Linked DNA regions of Sus scrofa: region 2 is linked to region 1. A link is a contact called in public promoter capture Hi-C data. All regions are on one chromosome and are shown on one strand. The core of a region is the stretch at or near the end of the contact, and the rest is flanking DNA. Distances in the headings are between cores, read along the strand shown.

Region 1 (4,636 bases), core at 2,111-4,610:
AGAGGAAAAAAAATTTTTTTTGATACCTTTAGTTCAAGTTCTCTCTGCTGTGCTCACTACTAAGCATTGACACCATTGGCCCCTGAACTGTTTCTCAAATTTTCCCTAGTTCTCTTTTTTTTTTCCACTAGAAAACAAATATTTCTAGCATTCAGAAGAGTTTCCATATTTCTGCGCTCAGAGGTATTAATGGGGCTATTCCCTTCTCGTTCTTTGGACAATGGTCTGCTTTCTCTTTGCGTGTTCGTGTAACCAGTATAAAAATTCATTTATGGAGTATTTTATGATATACTGGATGGATTTTTTGTTCTTGTTTATAAAACTTAGGCGTACCATAAGCCACAGGGACGGTTACCGTAACTACCTATCCATCTCCCCACTTATTCCAGAAATATTTGTGGTGCATATGCTATGTGCCCATGCCTTGGGGCTCTAGGAAAGAGGGTGGGGAGGTTGAGAGCTCAGGCTCTGGGTTGAATTCCTGCTCTGCCACTTGCTGGTTGTGTGTTGACTTCTCTAAACTATATTCTTCCTCTGTAAACTGCGGGGGTCATACTAATACTGCCTCCAAGGCTGCTGGGAGGACGGAAAGAGTCAGACTCACATGTTCAGCACAGTGCTCGCCACAGTTAGTACACAGTAAATGCCACTGCTATTTCGGAGGGATAAACTGACTTATTCGATACTGTCCTTCCTCAGGGAACTGACTGAAAATCAGGCTCACTCCCTAGTGAGATAACAGATTAGAGGCATCTCACTCATTCTTGTGGAGGCTGTTTGGAGGCAGGAAAAGGAGTGCTGATGAGAAGGTACTGTCTCCGTGCACCTGATGGAAGAGGAGGGGGTGTCTGGGCCAAGTGGAGGGTGAGAAAGAAGGTGGAGGAATGAGGCTCCTTGGAAGCAGCAAGGTCCCAATACTAGGAACACAGGGTCAAGTGCTGTGTGTGAGTGCTGTGTGTTCCTCGTGGCCTGACCATGGTCAGGGTGGGGAGGGAGGAGGTGGAAACTGCCTGGGTGGCAAGTGAGGACCAGATCTCAAGGGCCGTGTGCTACAGGCTTCGTACCCTGAACTTTACCCTGAAGACAACAGGAATCTGGAGCCAGTCTCCAGTCACCACTGGTCCCCCTTCCAAGAAGGTACTTAAATAATTTTTTGAAGTGGACAGAGGAAATTGCTTACAGATGTTTGTTGCACCACATTAAAAAAATTTATTTTTATCCTTGGACCTGTCAGAGGATAAATCATACTCTCATTCATAGGACATAGTGATAGTTGTCCACATGCACCCTGGCTCCTTTTTTTTTTTTTTTTTTTTTGTCTTTTTGAGGGCCTCACGGAGGCACATAGAGGTTCCCAAGCTAGGGGTCTAATTGGAGCTGTTGCCACTGGCCTACACCACAGCCACAGCAATGCCAGATCCGAGCCACATCTGTGACCTACACCACAGCTCATGGCAATGCAGGATCCTTAAGCCACTGAGCAAGGCCGGGGATTGAACCCGCAACCTCATGGTTCTTAGTTGGATTCGTTTCTGCTGCGCCACAACGGGAACTCCCTGGCTCTTTTGATTTGTCTTGCCTTCTCATTCTTTATCCGTCCCTTATCACATATCCCTTCCTTTTAAAGACACCTATTTCTTGTGTTTGATACATAGCCTAGATGTACATATATCCTTGTAAAAGATGTGATATTGTTTTTTGTGTAAATTTACCTATGTGGTTTTCTGCCATGAAATCTCTTCCTGCTTCTTTTTCCTCTTGTTATAAAACATCTATGTTGCTATGTGTAGCTTTAGTTCATTGTTTCTGACTGCTGCATAGTCCATGTAGAGTATACACTGCAGCATCTTTTAGAGTAACGGTTTGAAATAAACTTAGTATTGCACACGAGGGCATGGTCACGTAACCTTGGCACATGAGCAGTGTGAAACAGCACGTCTCCAGTCATAGTTCTGCATGACATGGGAAACTTGTTTACAGCAACGTTAAGGGAGAGAAGCAGGCAAAATTGTTTCTGCACTGTGAAAACAACCACATGAAAACACACATGAAAACAGCCGGTGGCTGGAAAAGATCAGAGAACGACAAAAACAGCTCTAGAGCAATAATACCGACCTGTTGCCTGCCCCGGGGCTGGCATCTGGGTCTCCCTCCTCAACGGTCCTCTCTGCCAGGTGTGGCCTGCAGTCAACTTACTTAGCTGCATTTCTCCCCCCTCATGGGAAATGGGATTGAAATTAAAAAAACCCTTCAGAAGGCTGAGATAGATCTAGTGCTGCTGAATTTAACTATCTTCAAGATTTAAACCAAAAAACCTAAGTGCATTAAAGTTATGTATACTCATAATGCATGCATATTCAGATATATATGTGTATGTAGGAGTATATATATGTCTATACGTGTATAGACATATATATACACATACATATATCTTTTGCATTTTAATTAACATTATAAAGGGAAATGTTTCTGTTTTTGAATATCTTTTGAAGAAAAATAAATATACCCCAAATACCATTTGTGCAAAAAAAGAAAAAAGAGAGACATGAACTTGTGAATGGCAAGATCCTGTTAGAATAGACAGACTTAACAGTAATTGCCCCTGGGGAAGAGGGCTGGAGATCTGGGTTATTAGCAGGGAGTCATACTTTTCTTTAAAGTATGAGACAGATGTTTATTACCACCTTTTCTAAAACCGTGTACAATTAAAATTTTATTTTAAAAGTTTAAATCTTCAAATTTCATGACTCTAACTTTTTAAATAACGCTTTTAAAATGTCTTGATTAACTCATTGCAAATTGTCTTTCAAAGCAAATGCATATTTTGAGCCTCAAATTGTGCACCTCTTCGTAGTGACAAGGACTAACCCCAAGTTGAGGACTGCTTTACCTGTGTCACGAAGCACACAGCACACTAGATTCGGGCATTACTTCCAACGCAGGATGCAAATAATAATCAAGGTACGATGACCAGAGTAGCATTAGGATTTGGACGTGGATTCGCTCCAGGCTTTCCCTTCTGCCAGGTGTGTGCGAGTCCACCAGCCTTGGGGTCCCCACTCCCCCACTGGGAAGACCCTGGGCCGCTGCAAGCAGAGACCCGGCGCCCCGGGCTGAAGCGATCCGCCCGCCGCCGCCGCCGCCGCCGCCGCCGCCGCCGCCCTGGGTCGCCGCCCAGCGCGTCGCGTCACTGGGCGCCGCGGGTGAGCACCTCCCATTGGCCGCGCCGCGGGGCGGAGGGGCCGCGACCCTTTCCGCCGGCCTGGGCCTGGCGCTCAATTTAAACACTTAACCTAAGCCACTGGCGGGCTCCGGAAACGAAACGAAAAGAAAGCCCGAGGTTCTCCCCGCGGGCCGCCCTCCGGGCCCGCCCTCTGCACGCTGCGCTCCTCGGTAAAGTCCCTTCTCCCGCCATTTGCCGCGGGGCTCTGGCCGGGCCCGCGCTCCGCGTGCAGAGGCCTGCGGCCACCCGGAGCGCTCGGCGGGCACGGCGGGCAGCATGGACCGCAGAGACGGGGCTTGCGGCCGGCAGCACGTGTTCCTGGTCCCAGGTAAACACGACCGCCCCGGGGCAGCGGCGCGCTCGGCCCGGCCCCTTGTCCCCCAACCGCCGCGCGGGAGCGCGCGCCGAGCGTCCGCGGGGGCGGCGCCCAGGCGGGTTCTCAGCGGCGGCCCCGGCGCGCGCACCCCGGCGGGCCCCCCTGTCCGCGCGCAGCCGAGGTACACCCCGCGCAGGCCCTGCGCGCCCCTCGGCCGCGCGCGCGGGACTCGAGTGTCTCTCGGAACACGTGGTTCTTCATTTCGGTTTCAAGTTCTGTATCTGTGCGTTTCAAAACCCGAGCTGGAAGCGCAAAAACCGACCGAGCGGATTTTCCCCCTTGGGGTTCTTTGTAGATCAGGTGGGCTGGAGACTGCGGCCCAGGCCAGCGGAGAGCGGCGCAGGTTCCGCAGTTGTCCGCTCCTGGGATGTAATTTGATACCCCTCGCCACTCGACAGCCGGCCAGGCATCTGGGACCTACTAGATCGGAACCGAGGATCCAGTAGACCCGCATCGGCCTGGAGGCTGTGGTGTCTTAACCCCATCCCTTCCCTGGGACAGGCCTTGGTTGGTGAGGCAGGAGGGAAGCTGTGTGGCAGGGGTTAGGACAAGGGTGATTCAAAGAGATTCAGGCAGGTAGCTAATGATGGGAGTGGTGGAACCTGCCTTTTCAGCCTCCCCGGGGTGATGATTCAGGGACCGCAGAGGCTTCGGATGATGGACATCAGTTGCCAGCCATGATTGGCATGAAGTGTCAGAATAAATGGAGTTGGGACCAGGGAGTGCAGGTCAGAAAGGTTTGGCCCTTTCATGGGATGATAGATTGATTTGATGACATAACATTGGATATAAGGAAAACCCATTGTTTTCAGTATCTAACTTGGAGACTTTATTCGGCAAATATGGTATTTTTCAAGTAAATGATACTCTGATAACAATATAGATGGCCATTAATCTAGATTTTTATGGTGGATATTGAAAATTGTTACATGACAATCTGTCGATATTTTTTGTGTTTTACTTTTTCTCCATTTGTAAAGAAGTATGCATATAGTAACATATACAAGTTTAAGCAGGTGCAACTCAATGAACTTTTC
Region 2 (4,732 bases), core at 743-3,242, 940 kb before region 1:
TCACCAGAAGACAGGATAAGAAAAAGTTTCCACGCAGGTAGAAAACTGGGAAATGACATTACTGAAAGACGCTATGCAGCTTTGGAAAAGGAGAACATAGTGGAACAAGCACAAGTGACCAGCTCTTTGTAGAAGAGACCAGAGAAAAGGAATACTTTACAGAGTAGATTGTAGTAATTCAGGATTTTGGCAGTAGAGACAGAAAAGAACTAAAGCTGATCATAAGCTCCAGGAACTATGCGTGTTGCCAGCATCTAAAACAATGCCTGCCATCTGAGAGTCATCCAATAAATATCAGTTGAGCGAATGAATAAATGGAATGGAAACATTTTCTCAGGGAAATTATAGGATTTGAACATCTGTCTATAAACGATGATGAATAAGTAATAATTTAAAGAGATATACACATACATTTACATGTATTTATGTATTACGCTGCTGCATTAAATTTAGGAGACATAAGGATTAAAATTAAACACCCCTGGAGTTTCCATCGTGGGGCAGTGGAAACGAATCTGACTAGGAACCATGAGGTTTCAGGTTTGATCCCTGGCCTTGCTCAGTGGGTTAAGGATCCCACATGGCGGTGAGCTGTGGTATAGGTCACAAATGGGGCTCAGAACCTGCATTGCTGTGGCTGAGGCATAGGCCAGCAGCTACAGCTCTGATTAGACCCCTAGCCTGGGAACCTCCATATGCTTCAGGTGCGGCCCTACAAAAAGACAAAAAAAAAAAAAAAAAATTAAATTAAATACCCCAATAAAAAGCAGTATATAATTACATTTGTGGTTTAGTTCATGCTATAGAAATATAATGGGAAGAGTGTCTCTAGAATTATAAAGAATCTAGGCAGGAGAGGGTTTTGCTATAAATATTAAGAAATCCCTTTCTTACTTTAATGTACTGTCCTTTAGCCAAAGAGAAATGTGGGAAAAACTGAAAGTGCATATATATATATTTAGAAGAGAATAATCCACAAAAAGATAGTACTCTGAAATACTTAGTGGGAATCTCTCCTTCTAGAACCATACTCCAGAAACATGAAACTACATGGGACAGTCTAAGAACAGAAACAATAATAAGGTTGTGAAAGAGGCTACAGAGGGGAGAGGAAGAATGTGAGAGAAGCTATATGTTCATGCGAAATTGGAAGGAAAAACATACATGAGAAGAAGCAAAGTGCTGTTTTATTTTTGCAACAGCCTGAATTGTTGGCAACAGACCAGTCAGATGAAATTACAACACCGCTAAGCGTGACTAAGGAGGAGTCAGACAATGGGAGGTTTTAGTTGAAGTGACACGGTCTGACATGAGCTGTGACTTGAAGCTTCTGCAACTTGCCCTGTTTTGACATTAGTAGGTGAGAGGAAAATAATTTTCAATAAAACAACCGATAAATGATGGGCTAAGAGAAAGCTGCCTGGGCAGAAGGAGCCGAAATCAGCTAAAGCATTCTGAAAATGTATTGGATTTGACTGGAGCTCGCCCGTGGGACACCGTAGGAGGGGCACCACAGTACTATCGCTCCCCACGCCTGGGAACTTGTGCCGAGTCTCAGGATGCGACAGCTCGGAGGAGATTCCGGTGAGAACGGGTAGGTCCACCCACACACCATCTCCACTAGGCGAGGGCAGACAACACTGCGTAGCCTTGAACACAGAACCGGGCCGAAGTGGAGGCGGCCTGTGTCTGGAGGAGATCCGCCAGACCCGGCCGAGGGCAGCGTCGCAGGGCGAGGGCAGGGGGCGGGGCCCGGCGGGGCCCGGCCGCGCGTGGTGCTCGCGACCCCCGACTGACCCCGACCCGCACCGCCCGACTCGGGGTGGGCCGTTGGGTCACGGGAAGGGAGGGCCCTTACCCATGTGTTGCGTGTCCAGCTGCACGGCCGGCATCTCTTTCAGAGGGATGTGGCCCGTCCCGCCATCTCTGCAGCACCGCAGGCAGCAGAACACCGAGGAGGCCATGTCTCAGGGACCGCCGACGACACCGCGACCCACCGCCCCTAGACCGCGGCGACTCCCGCCCCTACCCCTCCGCTCCGCCTCCTGCCCCCGCCCGAGCGCCGGAGGGAGTCTGTGGGGCGCAGAGGCTGGTACAGCGACGCCCCTGGCGGGGAGGGTGCAGCGCAGTCTGAGGCGAAGCCTGCCTGGGCGGAAGATACCGAGGATCGGCCGGCGGGCGGGGCTGGGGGCGGGGCGGGGCAGAGGGCGTGGCGGCCGGGCGGTGAACCGCGTGCGCCTGCGCGGAAAGGTTTTTCCCTTTTGTGCCGCCCCGCTTATGTAGGTATTTCTGTACTGACCCGGGCTCGAGCTGACTTGCGTTCTCATTTAGCTCAGGTGTCCTTGGATGCTGTAGTTTAAAAACTGCCCCCCACTTCGACATTATTTTAGGCATTAGTTGGCAGTGGCAAATTTGCCTGGGGGAGTGGGAGCTGATTTAAAACAGCCCGAAGATGTCCTCCCTCCACGCCCAGGACTGAGAGAACTTCGCCTTCGCGAAGAGCCTCTGGCCCCCTCTCACCGCCCCCCGCCGTGGCTGGTTTCTGGAGAATTTTCTCAAATCATGAACAGACGCACAGGGCCCAGGAGTAATGGCTGTTAGTAATTGCACAGTGGCTATGCATCCAGGGCTCTTGAGTCGACTCCCCTGCTGCATTTTAGGTGCAGAGACGAGTTTCCCGTTGAGGGGCGTACTGGAGGCCACCCCGGGAGGGGACTCCCTGGGGCAGGGCTGGAGGGCGATTCTTGACCTGTCTCTTCCAAATTCAGCGGCATGGATAATGGGTTCTAATGAGTGTAATGGGAACCCCTGAGTCAGCGGTTCAGGGGAAGGACTGAGTTCCTACAGCCTGTTGTTTCCTGTTTCCATGTAGGAGCCTCCCGTTTGGGAGCACCAGTCATCTGGTGCACTACTTAGATCATCCGCATCCTGATCCATTTTCCATCTTCAGATACCACTTGTCGCCTGGAGAAAGTCTGGGACGACCTCTAGAATTAATCTGGCTTAAACCTCTGTTGTCAAATAAGGTTCCATCTGAAGACTTCCCCAGGATTCAAGCCCTGGGAGACCTGACGCAAAATGCCCCCTCAGTATGTAATGGGTTCTTCGACATAACTTCTTAGTGACAAATATCTTTTATGGTGAATTTTTCCCTTCAGAATGGGAGAATTTTTTTTCAAGGTCCTGAGTTTCTTGGATGTTTATACAAACGGTGTTTTCATTACAATACTTATGAAAATCTCAAAGATTTGTACTTTGAGGTTTATTTATCATAGGATTAATACCAGAGGTGATTGCTGAAGCCCTCACTGCCTATAAAGTACTTTCCTGGTGATCATTTTACACATGAAATTTTCTTTTGCTGAAAAACTTGACCATTTGGAGAAGTGTTAGTGTCCTAGTTTTTCCCTTTGGGAAGGAGTGGGGAGTTGAATGTTGCAGAGACAAAAATTTTCTGCATATCTGTGAGGTAGGCACTCTTTCTTACACACACTCACCGAATTCTTGAAAAGTTTGAGAGTAAATATTGTCCCTGTGTAAGTGAAGAGATGGGCTTGAAGGGATTAAATAATTTGTGTAGCCTCAAATGACTAGGAAATAAACAAGGTAGGATTCAAAACCCATGACTCTGACGGAGTCTGTATTTGCTCCACCAGATCATGCTGCTTCTCAAATTCTAAAGTTCTAACTCTTGCAATTAATGCTATAATCCTTTTAAATGTGCTCTTAGTTCAAAATACAGATTTGTACTTAATTTCTGTATGTTTTGTTAATCTCCAAATTAACCATAAACTTCCATAACTCATGTATAAGCAATAAAGTAAAATAAAATTTGTTGTTATAAGGTAAAATATTTTATTCACAAACATTATAAAAGTAATACGTGTGTTAAATATATAATAAATGTAAGTGTATTGGATTTGACTGGAGCTCAGGCCAATCAAGTTAGTCACATGTTCAATGAAAAGCCAGGCTGTTAGATGGCTGTGAACTGGCCTTTACTGTAGAGGCAGAATTGCCTGTAGTCTTGCTTGGTTAGAAAACTATTTGCTGGGGCACTGCCCAGTGCACTTTGCCCACAGTGTAGCAATTCAAGTGTACTCAGCAGTATGAAGCAAGCAAAACCGGTTAGGCCCAGAAACAGACTTCCCTGCCTTGGCAGATGAATGCCATCCGAAAACTCACAGACCTTACTCCTTCTTATAGCTGGGATTCTATTATCCTTTCATTATTGTTTTCAAAGAAATAAGCCTTTCTTTTTGAAAAGCACAATGTTAGAGATGTTTTGACAGTCTTTCACAGCTATCGCTTTAAATAACCATCACAAATAAAGCCTAAAAAAGTTTCCCAATAGTTAGTTAGAAGGTCATTTATCTAAGTCAAAAGCAATAACAGAAAATGACTACTTGAAAAAAAAAAAGTCTGTCTGCTTAAGCAACATATGCCAGGAACTTAAGAACTGATAGGACGATAATGTAAAGCATGTGTTTCCGAGTCAAGTTAAACATCATGCTCAGGATTTTCTTTAATGGTTTTTATGCCAGCCAGACATCTCCTGTTAGTGAACTTCACTCTCTGGACTGGGTCATGCATAATGGTTTCTTTCTTAAAAACTCATTTATCAGTTATTAAGTCAAACTTTTTTTCTTGGAGTAATCCAAGCCACATTTGCGATCTTTTGAAAATCAGAAACATTACAAAAACTGCATACTCCTAAAACTTAAAAATATTT

What was found. Promoter capture Hi-C pulls out the DNA fragments that hold promoters and counts their contacts.
Region 2: a contact with region 1 is called in a promoter capture Hi-C map of liver, with 11 times the contacts expected there. The contact joins the promoter of SPRYD7 here to the promoter of RNASEH2B in region 1. A contact is called at or near these places in 4 of 5 promoter capture datasets (fetal liver, fetal skeletal muscle and liver), 19 of 47 Hi-C or Micro-C datasets (adipocytes, alveolar macrophages, blood and 15 more) and 2 of 2 datasets of contacts at active chromatin or transcription factors (alveolar macrophages and skeletal muscle).

The regions. Positions count from the first base shown.
Region 1 is chr11:16,910,530-16,915,165 of Sscrofa11.1, reverse strand. It overlaps RNASEH2B (ribonuclease H2 subunit B), which reads left to right and starts at 3,360. Exons shown (of 11, transcript NM_001244492.1): 1 at 3,360-3,551. The coding sequence starts at 3,500. LOC110255807 (a long non-coding RNA gene) reads right to left here and starts at 3,151. Exons shown (of 3, transcript XR_002336662.1): 1 at 2,891-3,151; 2 at 2,116-2,215.
Region 2 is chr11:17,846,271-17,851,002 of Sscrofa11.1, reverse strand. It overlaps SPRYD7 (SPRY domain containing 7), which reads right to left and starts at 1,992. Exons shown (of 5, transcript NM_001243529.1): 1 at 1,859-1,992. The coding sequence starts at 1,964. It overlaps TRIM13 (E3 ubiquitin-protein ligase TRIM13), which reads left to right and starts at 998. Exons shown (of 4, transcript XR_002336667.1): 1 at 998-1,594.